Linked DNA regions of Mus musculus: regions 2 and 3 are each linked to region 1. A link is a contact called in public promoter capture Hi-C data. All regions are on one chromosome and are shown on one strand. Each heading gives the region's core, a stretch centred on a gene start, on an enhancer-like site or on the middle of the called end of the contact. The rest is flanking DNA. Distances are from core to core; before and after follow the strand shown. Region 1 holds the start of Btbd19 (BTB (POZ) domain containing 19). Region 2 holds the start of Ipp (IAP promoted placental gene). Region 3 holds the start of B4galt2 (UDP-Gal:betaGlcNAc beta 1,4- galactosyltransferase, polypeptide 2).

Region 1 (3,728 bases), core at 738-3,237:
GAAGGAGACGATGAACTGAAAGGCAAGGGAGACAAGATGGCTTGCCTGAGACACTCACCTCTCGAAGTTCCTCCAGCCCATATTCCACAGCTGTTGTCAGCACCTCCAGCACCTGCGGGGGGGGGGGGGGGGCGAGGAGGGAGAGGGGAGTGGCTGAGGGAGCAGAAGGGAGTTTCCCCCACCCCTCAACCCACAGCATAATGGGCATCCTTCTGACTCGGGCATCCTCATCTTCTCTCCCACCCAGACCTCTGCTTGGTAGGCTCACAGAGTGTTGGTGCAGCTTGACACTGTTGGTGTATAGGAACTCCAGCACAGCTAAGAAGGCTTCGGCAGGCACAGTGCTTAGCACCACAGGACTAGGTACCCCAGGGCCCAAAAGTCTCTGGAAGAAGTTACATCTACAGGCCAACAAGCACCGGTGGGCAAATACCTCTTGCCGTTCTTGACCAACCACAAAGCAAATATCACTGTGGAAGAGAGGGAGGGCCAGGGGAGGGGATCTCAGACCTAGATCACACTGTTGGCTTTACCTCTGTCACACTAGGGCTTCTTTTTGTGTGAGGTCAAAGCCTACATCTGGAAGACACAAGCCTGTGCTCTAGTCTCAGTTCCACTCGGTGACTTTATATCTTTGACTCTAAGACTTTTCAGCCATGATGGCAGGTCTCAAGGGAGTGGACTATGCTTGGTTCACAGGGGGCGGGGGGATGGGGGGGTAGGGGGATAGCAGAGCTCATGCAAGCCAGGTTGATGTCTCCCCAGTCTGAATCTTGGGGGAGAGGACACTCCTCTTGGGACGCCTTCACCAAATGCCAACTCAGCATTTTTACCCTTCTTCCTGTGGGAGGGTGTGAGGATGTGGGGTACAGAGCACACTGACTGCAGACAGACATGACAGTGATCACCATCATGAGGTGAGACCACATTTTCCATCTTCATAATCACTTCCGGCCCCAGCCTCTGTGTTAAGTAGGGGTAGGAGGCAGCAGCGAGCGCTTCAGCTTCCAAAGCCTCCTGCCTAAGGCTCCACTCTTCAGGCCAGACTGTGGCACCCTGTCCTCAAAAAACCGAGAATTATGGCAGTCTTAACCCTGGGGAGCAGGGCAGCCTCTGAGAGTCTGGGGATGGGAAACAGAGTTCTTGTCTCCCATGACCAGCCCTGCCCCCAGTGAACTCTATTCCTGGTTTCAGACAGCACTAGTCTCTTGGGCAAGCAGTGGGTGGTCGGAAACCTTGAACTACTTCCTGTCTGGGTCTCCGGCTCGATCCTTTGGGCTTCGTTCCTCTTATGAATCGCTAGAGCCATCCATACCTCTGTCTCTTCAAGATAAGACGTTCCAGTGCTCAGTCGAAAGCCCAATGGGGGTGAATCAAATCATAACCCATCTTTCAGGGCCGAGGGGGTGGAGGAGAAGCCAGAGAACTCAGGCATTGCCTGAGTTCACACAGCTGCCCTCCCTTCTATCTGCCACTACCCCCGCCTCTGACTCTCAGGGTAGTGTGGCCACAGACAAGTAAATTTCCTCTATAGCTGACTTCCTCACAGACTGAGTTCCCCAGGGAGGCCAAGTGTTCTTTCCCGGGCTTCCTTGCCCTTAGCCTCCTCAAATTCACAGGCCAGCTAGGGAAAACCCCCCAGGGGGCCACTGCCTCACCTGTACTGGGGGTTGTTGATGAGGCTTCGAAGTGCTGTGGAAAAGGGTGCAGCCTGCCCACGTACCACCAGTCCTGGGTTCTCCATAAGTGCAGTGGGCAGTAGGTTAAAGGGTGGAACAGTCTAGAAGGCCTAGCCAGGCCAAGAAAGACCTGAGAGGGAGGGCAGGAGCTGGAGGCCTGTTTGCCGAGGAGCTAAAATATAGGAGCAGAAAGGCCCAGGTCCTTAAAGAAGGCCTGAGGTTCAGGAAAGGGATGCAGATGCAGACAGGACCCAGAGAAGAAGCTGGGGCTAGAAAGGCCTATGATCCCGGGAGAGGCTGGTGGTGGATGAGGCCCAGGTTGGGAATCTGCCCAGGCAGCAGCTGGGTGGGAAGCCTGTGGGTTTCCATAGAAACTGGAGCTGAGCCTGAGGAGGCCCCGCCCATCTCCCTATACGCCCAGGGGGGGAAAAAAATCAGCAGTAGAAGGGCCCTAAGATGAGTCTGAGGGCCCTAGTGCTGGCTGGCTCCCCGCCTACACTGAGTTCAGAATCCAAGGCCTCTGCTTTTCTAATCCCTTCCCACGGCTGCATTTTAGAAACACCCGAGACATCACCCCATCAGGGAAAATTCTCAAACCTAAGTGTGGTTTTCAAGGCTCAGACTTAGCTTGCCTGGGAGGGGGCAGCCCCACACCTCCCAGAGCAGGGGAGGTGAGGTGTCAGTTCTAACAGGAGTAGCGCAGCCTCTGGCAGCCCCGAAAAGCAATCCCCCTAAGGAAAGAGGTGCTGCCTACAGGTCCCAGACACGTGAGTAGGTCAGCAAAGGTTAAGAAACCGGACTTAGAATCACTGAGTCATGGCCATGCCAGGCCTGGGTCCTTCCCGCTGAACCAATAGGCCTCCCTTCAGCACATAGCTCTGAACTAAGGAAGTCATCCAAGCCCCACCCTGCCCTGAAGCGGAAATGTTTGTCCTTGTTGAGGCTGCTGGGGAGAATGCTGAACCATGACGTGCTCTTTCCTGTGAGCCCAGATACTAAATTCCTAAGAAGCTGCCCCCGCAATCTCAAGGTTTTAGCATATCCCAGCCCCCCCCCCCCCCCGTGACTTATTCACAGATGGCCAGGCCAGATCCAGTGGCCCCCTGGTGGGTTTTCCTCTCGTGGACCTGTGAATTAGAGGAGGCTAGCTAAGGGTGAAGAGGCAGGGAGAGATTCATATGAAATAGTGGCTCTGAAACTAGGACCTTTCTGAACAGTGCACCTCTCTCGGCACCGGCTCCCTTAGCCTGTGATGCCCTAGAACTCCAAGCCCCCGTGGACCCTCTCTCCCTGGTAACTCAGAGCGCCCCTCCTTTCTGCAGGTGCCCATAGCAGGAACACTTAGGTTATTCCAGAGTTTGGCCAGGGGAAGGATTTCTGGGAGGGAGAGGTGTGCTTGCCACAGCCCCATGGTAACTGCACAACACAAGCCTTCCTCGCCCACAGGCCTGTCAGGCCAGCTCAGTGAAGACTGTGGGGCCAGCAGAGCTTGGAGGCCAAAGGCTGCAGGTGAGTCAGATGCCTGCGGGAGTTTCAGGGGAAGAGGGCATCCGTCTCATAGGTGATTCCGAAGGAGTTAGAGACCCAAGCAGGACGATGGAAGTTGCTTCTCCCCATGTCTCCCACCTCCAGATGCAGCCGGTGGAGAGGGAGAAAAGTCCCACCGTACACAGAGCAGGGAAGATGATTAAGTTCTCTACCTCTGAGGCTACAGAGAGCTGTGGGAGTGATGGAGTCGGGTCTGTCCCTTCTGGCTATTGAAGAAACCCAGAAACCAGCTTCATGTCCCCATTCTGCTGATGAAGTCAAGTGGGAGGAGAAAGGGGAAGTGGATCTAGCCTCCTGTGACCAAGGGAAAGGAACACTGGGTAGAGGTTCCATGACCATAGACTAAGCAGCCCCTTTCCTTGCTTGTGTCTCTCACAGCTCTTAACCGGCTCTAAGCACCTAGTAGGCACACAGCCCCAATCTGACCTACTTGTTCCAAACGTACAGGTAAGAAAGGGCTATGGAGTGGCTATAGACAAGGTATATATGCCTATAGTCTCC
Region 2 (3,823 bases), core at 179-2,678, 620 kb before region 1:
GATTTGAACTCAGGACCCACTGAGCCATCTCGGCAGCCCTCTAAATTTTTATTCTTATTTTATGAGCATTGGTGTTTTGCCTGCTTGTATGTCTGTGTGAGGCTGTGTGATCCTCTGGAACTGGTGTGAGCTGCCGTGTAGTTGCTGAGAACTAACCCAGTTCCTCTAGAAGAGCAGCCAGTGCTCTTAATCGTTTGAGCCATCTCTCTTTTTTTTCTTCCACCATAAAATAGCTTAGTCAATAGAAAATCTTCATGGAACTAGCCTTCCAGTATTGGTCAGTGATTGCTGAGCCTTGCACCAGACAGGGGTCCAGTAATTCCTTTTACTCTTTTCTAAATTTCTGCCACTTTTTGCAGATTTTTTTTTGCACTTTTCATAATGAAATGTAAAGTAGAAATTGAAGATGTGGAGTAAATGTAAGCATAGTCTTGTGAAATTTTTGTCTTAGCTATACATCTGAATATGCAAATACATGGTATGTGTTTGATGTAAAATATTTTTGTACACTATGGGTCAGGAACATAAAGTTTGAGGGTTGGAGAGATGATGTGGCTAAGAGAGCACACTACTTGTTATTTTTGAGAAAGGGTCTCTCTACATAGCCCCAGCTATCCTGAAATTCACTAAGTAGACTGGACTGGCCAGGTACACAACAGAAATCCTCCTGTCTCTGCCTTCCCAGTGCTGGGATGATAGATGTGCACCACAACTCCTGGCAAAGAGTCCACTTCCCTCAAGGAGGACCTGAGCTGTTCCCAGCCTGTAATTCCAGCATCAGGGGGAACTACCACCATCTTCTGACCTTCATGGGCACAGCCTTTACATATACAAACCTATGGTTAGAGGCACACATTTAAAAAATAAAATCTCAGTCGGGCATGGTGGTGCACACCTTTAATCCCAGAATTGGGAAGCAGCGGCAGGTGTATCTCTAAATTCGAGGCCAGCCTGGTCTACAGAGTGAGTTGTAGGACAGCTAGGCCTACACGGAAAACCCTGGGGTGGGGCGGGGAGACTATAAAAAAGTTTGGACGTTGCTAATGCACCAGGACACATTATGATGCTCTACACTGAAAAAGAAGTGGGCATTTTGATTCTTGACTTCAAAGTAGGCAGGAGTGTATCAAAATTGAGGTTCAGGAAATGATCTAAGGAAGGTGGTAGAGAAGCACGGTGCACGTGATTTTCCTCGACGCTGAGATCAGTACCTGGCCTGGGACACTTGAAGAATTGAAGATGTGCATGGAGCGGAATAGGGAAGTCCACTAGCCCAAGGCAGGGGAGAGGTTTTTAAGAACCTGCCTCCGCGGCCAGCAAGCGGCTACCCAGGTTTACCCAGCGACGCCGGTGGCTGTGAGGAGGCGGGGCCAGAAGCGGAGCACGCGCAGTAGAAGGTTCCCGCATCAGCGCCGAAGCTGCGCCTTCAGCACTCGCAGTCACCTGTCACCAAAGACTGTCCCCGCCCCCTCCGCTGCCTGCCTGCGCGCGCAGAGCACCGGAGGGCGCCGGCGGGAAGGGACGCGGCGGGTAAGCGAGGCCTGCGTGCGGTCTGTGTTTCTCACAGGGTTGGGAACTTCCTCATGTCCAGCTCTCCAGACCGGGAAGAGCGAGTGATTGGAGCTTTGGAACGCACCGTTCCTCCGCTTTCGTCCTGTCGCCTCCGGAGGCGCTCTGACCGTCCGTGTGTTTTTAGCGTCCCGGAGCTTCCCAGTCTCACGGCGCCTTGGCCTCTGCTCTCCCAGCACCCACTGGGGAAACCGAAGGCCGGACCCTGTCCCTGACTTCTGCCGGCTCCAGTCTGAAATTCCTTACCGGCTCCAGTCTGAAATTCCTTACCGGCTCGCGCTGTCAGTAGCACAGAGTTGGTTTTCTTCCTCTAGTGTCTACCAGTTTAGGCAGAGTTCTAGTTACAGCCTCCAACTCAAGCACAAAGAGTCTCAGTTGTTTTGATGCTCAGCTGGAGCTCTGGCCCTCTAACTGAATTAACTTTCAGATGCTCTTCAGCGGGAAATCCAGGCCATCAAAGCATAGGTCCTCTTTAGTCCCTCCGATTATCTCCATCGTTAGCCAGTAAACTGTATGGAAGCATAGTTCTTAGCTCCCTATGCACTAATCCCAGGTCTTCACTTTTCATGTTTGTACGAACAAGCATTTCCCAAGCCACAGTTTAGGATGAGGTGCTCCACTGGCAGTGGAATGCCATCAACATTTACTGAGAAGGATGACAACAAACATTCTGGCTCTCTACTGTCAAAGTGAATATTAAGTGAATTGTTTGTTGTAACAGGAGGCATTTGACTTGTGGCTGTGCTTTAATACCTTGAGTAAGAGAGAAATGGAGGTAGCCTAGAATCACACCGCGAGGGTTCAGAATCTGCTGCCAGGGAGAATACAGAGCAGCAACAAGTCTGACAGCCACGCCATGTATAATAACATCTATAGGTCGAATTTCCACATAGAGGGAAATAGATTGTATTTATGTGCCACTTGTTTGTAAGATGCATTGTGTGCATGCTGAAGTAAATTTTAGCGGCTTCCTTTAAAACTCCCAAAATTAGTGTCTATATAGTCATGATTATCAGATTATTATTATGACAAGGTCTTACTATGCAGTCTTGGCTGGCTTGGAGCTAAGAGATCTGCCTGCCTCTGCACCACCACACCCACCTTCAGATCATTTTTACTGATAATTTTGACTGAATGCTATATACTGAATTTTTTAAAAATATCAGCTTACAACAGTTCTGTCATTTTGATTACTGGTTTTCTTTGGTGCCTGAATTACAAAACCTTAATCATTTTACATTTCCTCTGCTTCATCGTCGATCTTATATTGCAAGGACTTGTGGTTTCTTCAGTAACTTGAATTTATCCCTTTGATTCTCATAGCAAGTTGCCATGTTTCTTAGCTTCAACTTTTTTTTGGGAAATAAGAAATAATGAAAGTGTTGGATTTTTGTTATCTTCTATTTCATGCCTACTTGAAGAACCCAAGCGTTCTGAAATGACTGTTGACATGTTTGTTTTTGTTAAACCTGCAAAGACTCAGATCCCAGTTTCTGTAGCTGGGTTCCATTCTCTACAACCTAGTCTGATAACTTCTGTGGAATAGAATATGGCAGGAGCAACCCCAGGCATAGATGAAATAAACCCAAGACTGTTGGTATACTAATGCTGGGGAAACTTTAGTAGTTTCCTTCTCTGTGGCTTTAGAGATTATATTTTCTTCTCATAAAAATTATAATTGAGAGTGAGGCATGGTTGTTTAATCTCAACACTCAGAAGGCAGAGGCAGATAGATCTTCTTGAATTTGAGGGCAACTTGGTCTACATGGTGAGTTCCAGTCTGGCTAAGGCTGTATAGTGGTACCATGTCTTAAAAAAACAAAAGCAAACAAACAAGCCAAAAACTACTATTGGCATAAATTTGTGAAGAAGCTAGCAATTGAGGCAGATAATGGTGGCACGTGCCTGCAATCCCAGCAGTGATGGAAGGCAGAAGGATCATTACAAGTTTAAGACCATTATCTCAAAACAGAACCCCAAGCCTTTCATTATTTATTTCACAAACATTCGAAATGCTGATTTATGTTAGAGACTGATGCTGTAGCAGTAGGCGCTAGTTCCTTCCATAAAGGAACAATTTTTCAGTAACTGTGTGTGCATGTATGAGCTTGGATAGATGTGGTTGAATGTGATATAGACTATACCGTAGGTAAGGTTAGAGTGGCCAACAAGTCTCGAGGAGAAAGAAGAAAAGGTGTGGAAACAAAGATCCACAAAGGCTCTCTATGTTAAAGGAAACATACAGGTGGAAAGA
Region 3 (3,482 bases), core at 911-3,410, 760 kb after region 1:
AAGACCAGGCGGCACGTCAGGACAGGGCGGAATGACTGGAGCTGTGGGACCAGGCCTGGCACTGGGCACTTCAGGCAGCCCGGAGCTAGCGGCAGTGGCGTTGGGCCGAGAGCAGTTGGTACTGCTGCTGGCTGCAGGGTAGAGGGCATGGGCTGGGCTTCGGGTACTGAAGCGGCTGAAAAAGGCCAGGTGCTGGGCATAGACGTCAAAGTAGAGGATGACGGCCACAAGGAAGTGCAGCAGGCAGAGAAGGAGCACAGCCTTGCAGACCCGCTCCAGCGTCCCCCCCAGCAGTCTGCTCATCCCGCAAGTGGCCAATGGCCCGCCCAATGGGCCCAAGCATCCGGCTGACAGCCTGAACAGAGGGAGAGAGAGATCCCACAGGTCAGACTAGGACAGGTGATGAGCCCCACCTGCTTCCGACTTGGCTGCTCATTCCCAGCTCCTTATCCATACTTACCTTTCATACACCTTGACACTCACGGGCTTGTTTGTGTTCTACCTGCAAACACACCAACAGGCGCTGGCAACTCAGTATCTGCTATCCTAGGCACACCCCAGCACTCAAACCACCTAACCACACACATAAACCCTCACCGTACAACTCCGTGCACGCATACCCACAACAGTACAGACAGGGGAATTTGATTACCCAGGACTGTACCTCGGCACCAAACCACTTTTATCCACAGGCTCCACCTGTGGCCCAGGGACCAGCAACATCACAGGACAGAATCCTCAACACAGGACACATGGTTTAGAGAATGGATCACTTACTGAGTGCCCATCACGTAAGGAATTCTTTATACTATGACTTCATTTAGTCCTTCCGAGGGCCATGAAGGGAAGTCACTTAGACCCATGGCCAGTTTGAGCACTCAGGTCCCAACAGCAAGCAGGCCTAGCCAACTAGGACCAGGCTGAGAAGGAGCCTTCAGCACTCAAGAGTGCCCTCCACCCAAAAAGGAGAGATGTTTAAACAGGTCCTTCCCACTGGAACAAGGGGCAAGAGCATACCCCGTGGGGCAAGCAATAGAGAGCCCCTCACCTAAGATTTCAGGCTAGCTAGCTAGCTCTGGAGCCTGATTAGCAAAGCTAGTTCTGATTCCTGAAATGGGGTACACTTGGACCCTAGAGGAGTAAAGTTCATACACTGGCAGAGGTGGTGGGGGCTGGGGGTGCCCTTGCTCGAACCAGGTCTCCCCTGTAGTTCCAAAAGGTCAAAAAATACTTCTGGCCATGCTCCTGAGAGCAGAATATCTCAAACAGTCACAAAATCACATAGACTGCTTTAGTACCAGCAGTCGGCATCCACACTCAAGGGACACACAGAGACCTACATATAGAGCTAGACACACTTGGGGTGACAGTAACATACGGAGCCACATATATCAACAAACCGCGGCTCGGACTTATACAAGCGTAGCCATACACCCAGACCCACGTGCAAGTATTCCCAACCCCTCCCTCCAGGGCAGGGGCTCTGGGTCAGGCTAGCCACCAAACTGAGGGGTGCGTCTGGGCGGGGCTGGGAGGCTGAACACGTGGCACCTCGGGACGGGGGAGGCAGTAGGACAGGTGGGTGTGGAGCCCTGGGGAGGGGTGCATGCAGTGGGGGATGTGGAAGTGGGGCCGGGGCCGAGCGCCTCTGCGAGACACAAGGCCGGGGCGAGCGAGGACAATGAGGGAGGCCGGATGGGGGCGGACGCCGGAGCCCAGGAGGCTAGCGGGATGGGGGTAGGGTGGGGTGCAGCCAGGCCGGGGGCAGCGCCGGTGCCTCGCTCACCGGGTCCTGGGCTGGGATCTGTGACGGCGCGCGGGCGGCCCCCTAGCCGGGCCGGGTCTGGAATGTCGGGGCCCTGGGTGGGGGGCCGCGCGCGCCCTCCTCTCTCGCAGCGCTCGGGGCTCAGCAGGGGGCGCCGCTCCAGCTCGGGTAGGGATCCCGGCTCCAGCAGCTGTGGACGGCTCTGTCCCCCATGGCCCGGCCCCACCGCCCGGTCAGCGGTCCCCGAGGCTCCGGGGCCACCTCCCGCCGCCGCCGCGGGCCATGGAGCCGAGCCGCCCCGGGAGGCAGGGCGGGGCCCGGCAGACCCACGGACCGGCGGACCGACGGACCACTGCGCTGCCGCCTCCCTCCCGCGCTACGGCTCCTCGGAGGGGCAGGCCAGGCCGGCGCGCCCGCGCGCGCGCCCCCGCGGCCCCCGCCTCCAGTGCGCCCGCACGCGCCGCGCGCCGCTCCGCCGCCCGCCCCTGCCGTTGGCCCTGCGCGGCCCAGCCAGCGGGGAGGTGCGTTTGCGGATGCCTGAGACCCAGGAAGGACGCAGGAATCCATCAGGTTCCTCCATCAGCTTGCTTTAGGGATGGGAAGAGACCAGGAGCCGGATGGCTAAGGCCCTTCAGGTATTTGGGACGGGGTCTGGATAGTGGGCAATTCAGAGGGTTAGGGCCTTGCCAACTCTTTCCTGGGAGCATGAGTCAAGGTCAGCCAACCAGGGCTGCCTGCTGGGTAAGACCCCTAAAGGTGTTGACTGAAAAGGACTTATTAGGTAAAAGCAGGTTGGGTAAGATTTAGGGTGGTGTTGGAATCAAGAATTGTATAGGAATAGGCGGAGCTGAACAAGGCCCTAGGAACTAAGACCATAGAAGAGGTTTCTGGAAGGGTTAGGTGTTCATACTGGACTATCAAATGTAAAACACTGTTCTCCAGGAAAATCCAGGTGCGGGGAGTTTCAGGAGTATAGCGACAGAGAGGAGAATTAGCTGTAGTGAGTTTGGGTCTAGTGCACAGGGGTCCAAAGACATAGGGCTAGGAGGATCTCAGAGCCCAGACTCTTCAATGAAGAGGTGCCAGCATTACAGCCAGCCTAGCACCCTGATCTGCCACCCAGGAGCCAGCAAGGTCCAGAGCAGAGATGATGTGTAGACAGAAAGTTACAGGAGGTTGGAGTGAGTGAACAGGTCCTCCCCTTCCTTTGTGAAAGGTGTCGCAAGGGGCCAACAGAAGCCTCACTGACTGGGACAAATACCAAGTTTATTTCACAAACACTAGGAAGATGGGCTGGATGGGGGTTGAGGGGGGCACAGGTGCACAGCTGTACACAGTCACCATCAGCAGCCCACTCCCCACACTGGGGTTCAGTCTGGACTGCAATGCCTCCAGAGTCAACAGGCAGCAAGAGGTGAGTGCAGGGGAGACCCTGAACACCAAGCCCCAGAAAGGCTGAGGGACACAGCTCCAGCTGTCCCAGGAAAACCAGCAATAAATAACAGTAGGGCACGGCCCCACCCATACAGGTCATCTAGTCACCCATCTTCACTCTGGAGGTCTGCAAAGGAAAAACAGGACAAATCAGGCAGGGACAGTGACCAGTGACAAGACCAGAACCAGCAGGCCAGTGGGTGGACAGACGGACAGACACACTATGACAGACAAACAGACATGGACAGTAACAAAGGAGCTCAGCTGTACAACAGAGAAGACA

The links. Promoter capture Hi-C pulls out the DNA fragments that hold promoters and counts their contacts. Capture Hi-C pulls out chosen DNA fragments and counts their contacts.
Region 2: a promoter capture Hi-C map of liver shows a contact between it and region 1. The contact joins the promoter of Ipp here to the promoter of Btbd19 in region 1. A contact is called at or near these places in 1 of 39 promoter capture datasets (erythroid cells), 1 of 115 datasets of contacts at active chromatin or transcription factors (effector CD8 T cells) and 1 of 9 other capture datasets (liver).
Region 3: a contact with region 1 is called in a promoter capture Hi-C map of liver, with 3 times the contacts expected there. The contact joins the promoter of B4galt2 here to the promoter of Btbd19 in region 1. A contact is called at or near these places in 3 of 39 promoter capture datasets (hippocampal neurons, liver and pre-B cells), 1 of 484 Hi-C or Micro-C datasets (CD8 T cells) and 2 of 115 datasets of contacts at active chromatin or transcription factors (SST interneurons and effector CD8 T cells).

The regions. Positions count from the first base shown.
Region 1 is chr4:117,123,671-117,127,398 of GRCm38.p6, forward strand. Btbd19 (BTB (POZ) domain containing 19) reads right to left here and starts at 1,988. Exons shown (of 8, transcript NM_001384196.1): 1 at 1,659-1,988; 2 at 269-470; 3 at 59-112. The coding sequence starts at 1,744. Tctex1d4 (Tctex1 domain containing 4) reads left to right here and starts at 3,143. Exons shown (of 4, transcript NM_175030.2): 1 at 3,143-3,188; 2 at 3,312-3,418; 3 at 3,606-3,674.
Region 2 is chr4:116,506,121-116,509,943 of GRCm38.p6, forward strand. It overlaps Ipp (IAP promoted placental gene), which reads left to right and starts at 1,429. Exons shown (of 9, transcript NM_008389.3): 1 at 1,429-1,530.
Region 3 is chr4:117,881,316-117,884,797 of GRCm38.p6, forward strand. It overlaps B4galt2 (UDP-Gal:betaGlcNAc beta 1,4- galactosyltransferase, polypeptide 2), which reads right to left and starts at 2,161. Exons shown (of 8, transcript NM_017377.5): 1 at 1,787-2,161; 2 at 461-502; 3 at 1-355. The coding sequence starts at 303. It overlaps Atp6v0b (ATPase, H+ transporting, lysosomal V0 subunit B), which reads right to left. Exons shown (of 8, transcript NM_033617.3): 8 at 3,015-3,326. The coding sequence ends at 3,300. Gm12841 (predicted gene 12841) reads left to right here and starts at 2,235. Exons shown (of 4, transcript NR_168719.1): 1 at 2,235-2,400.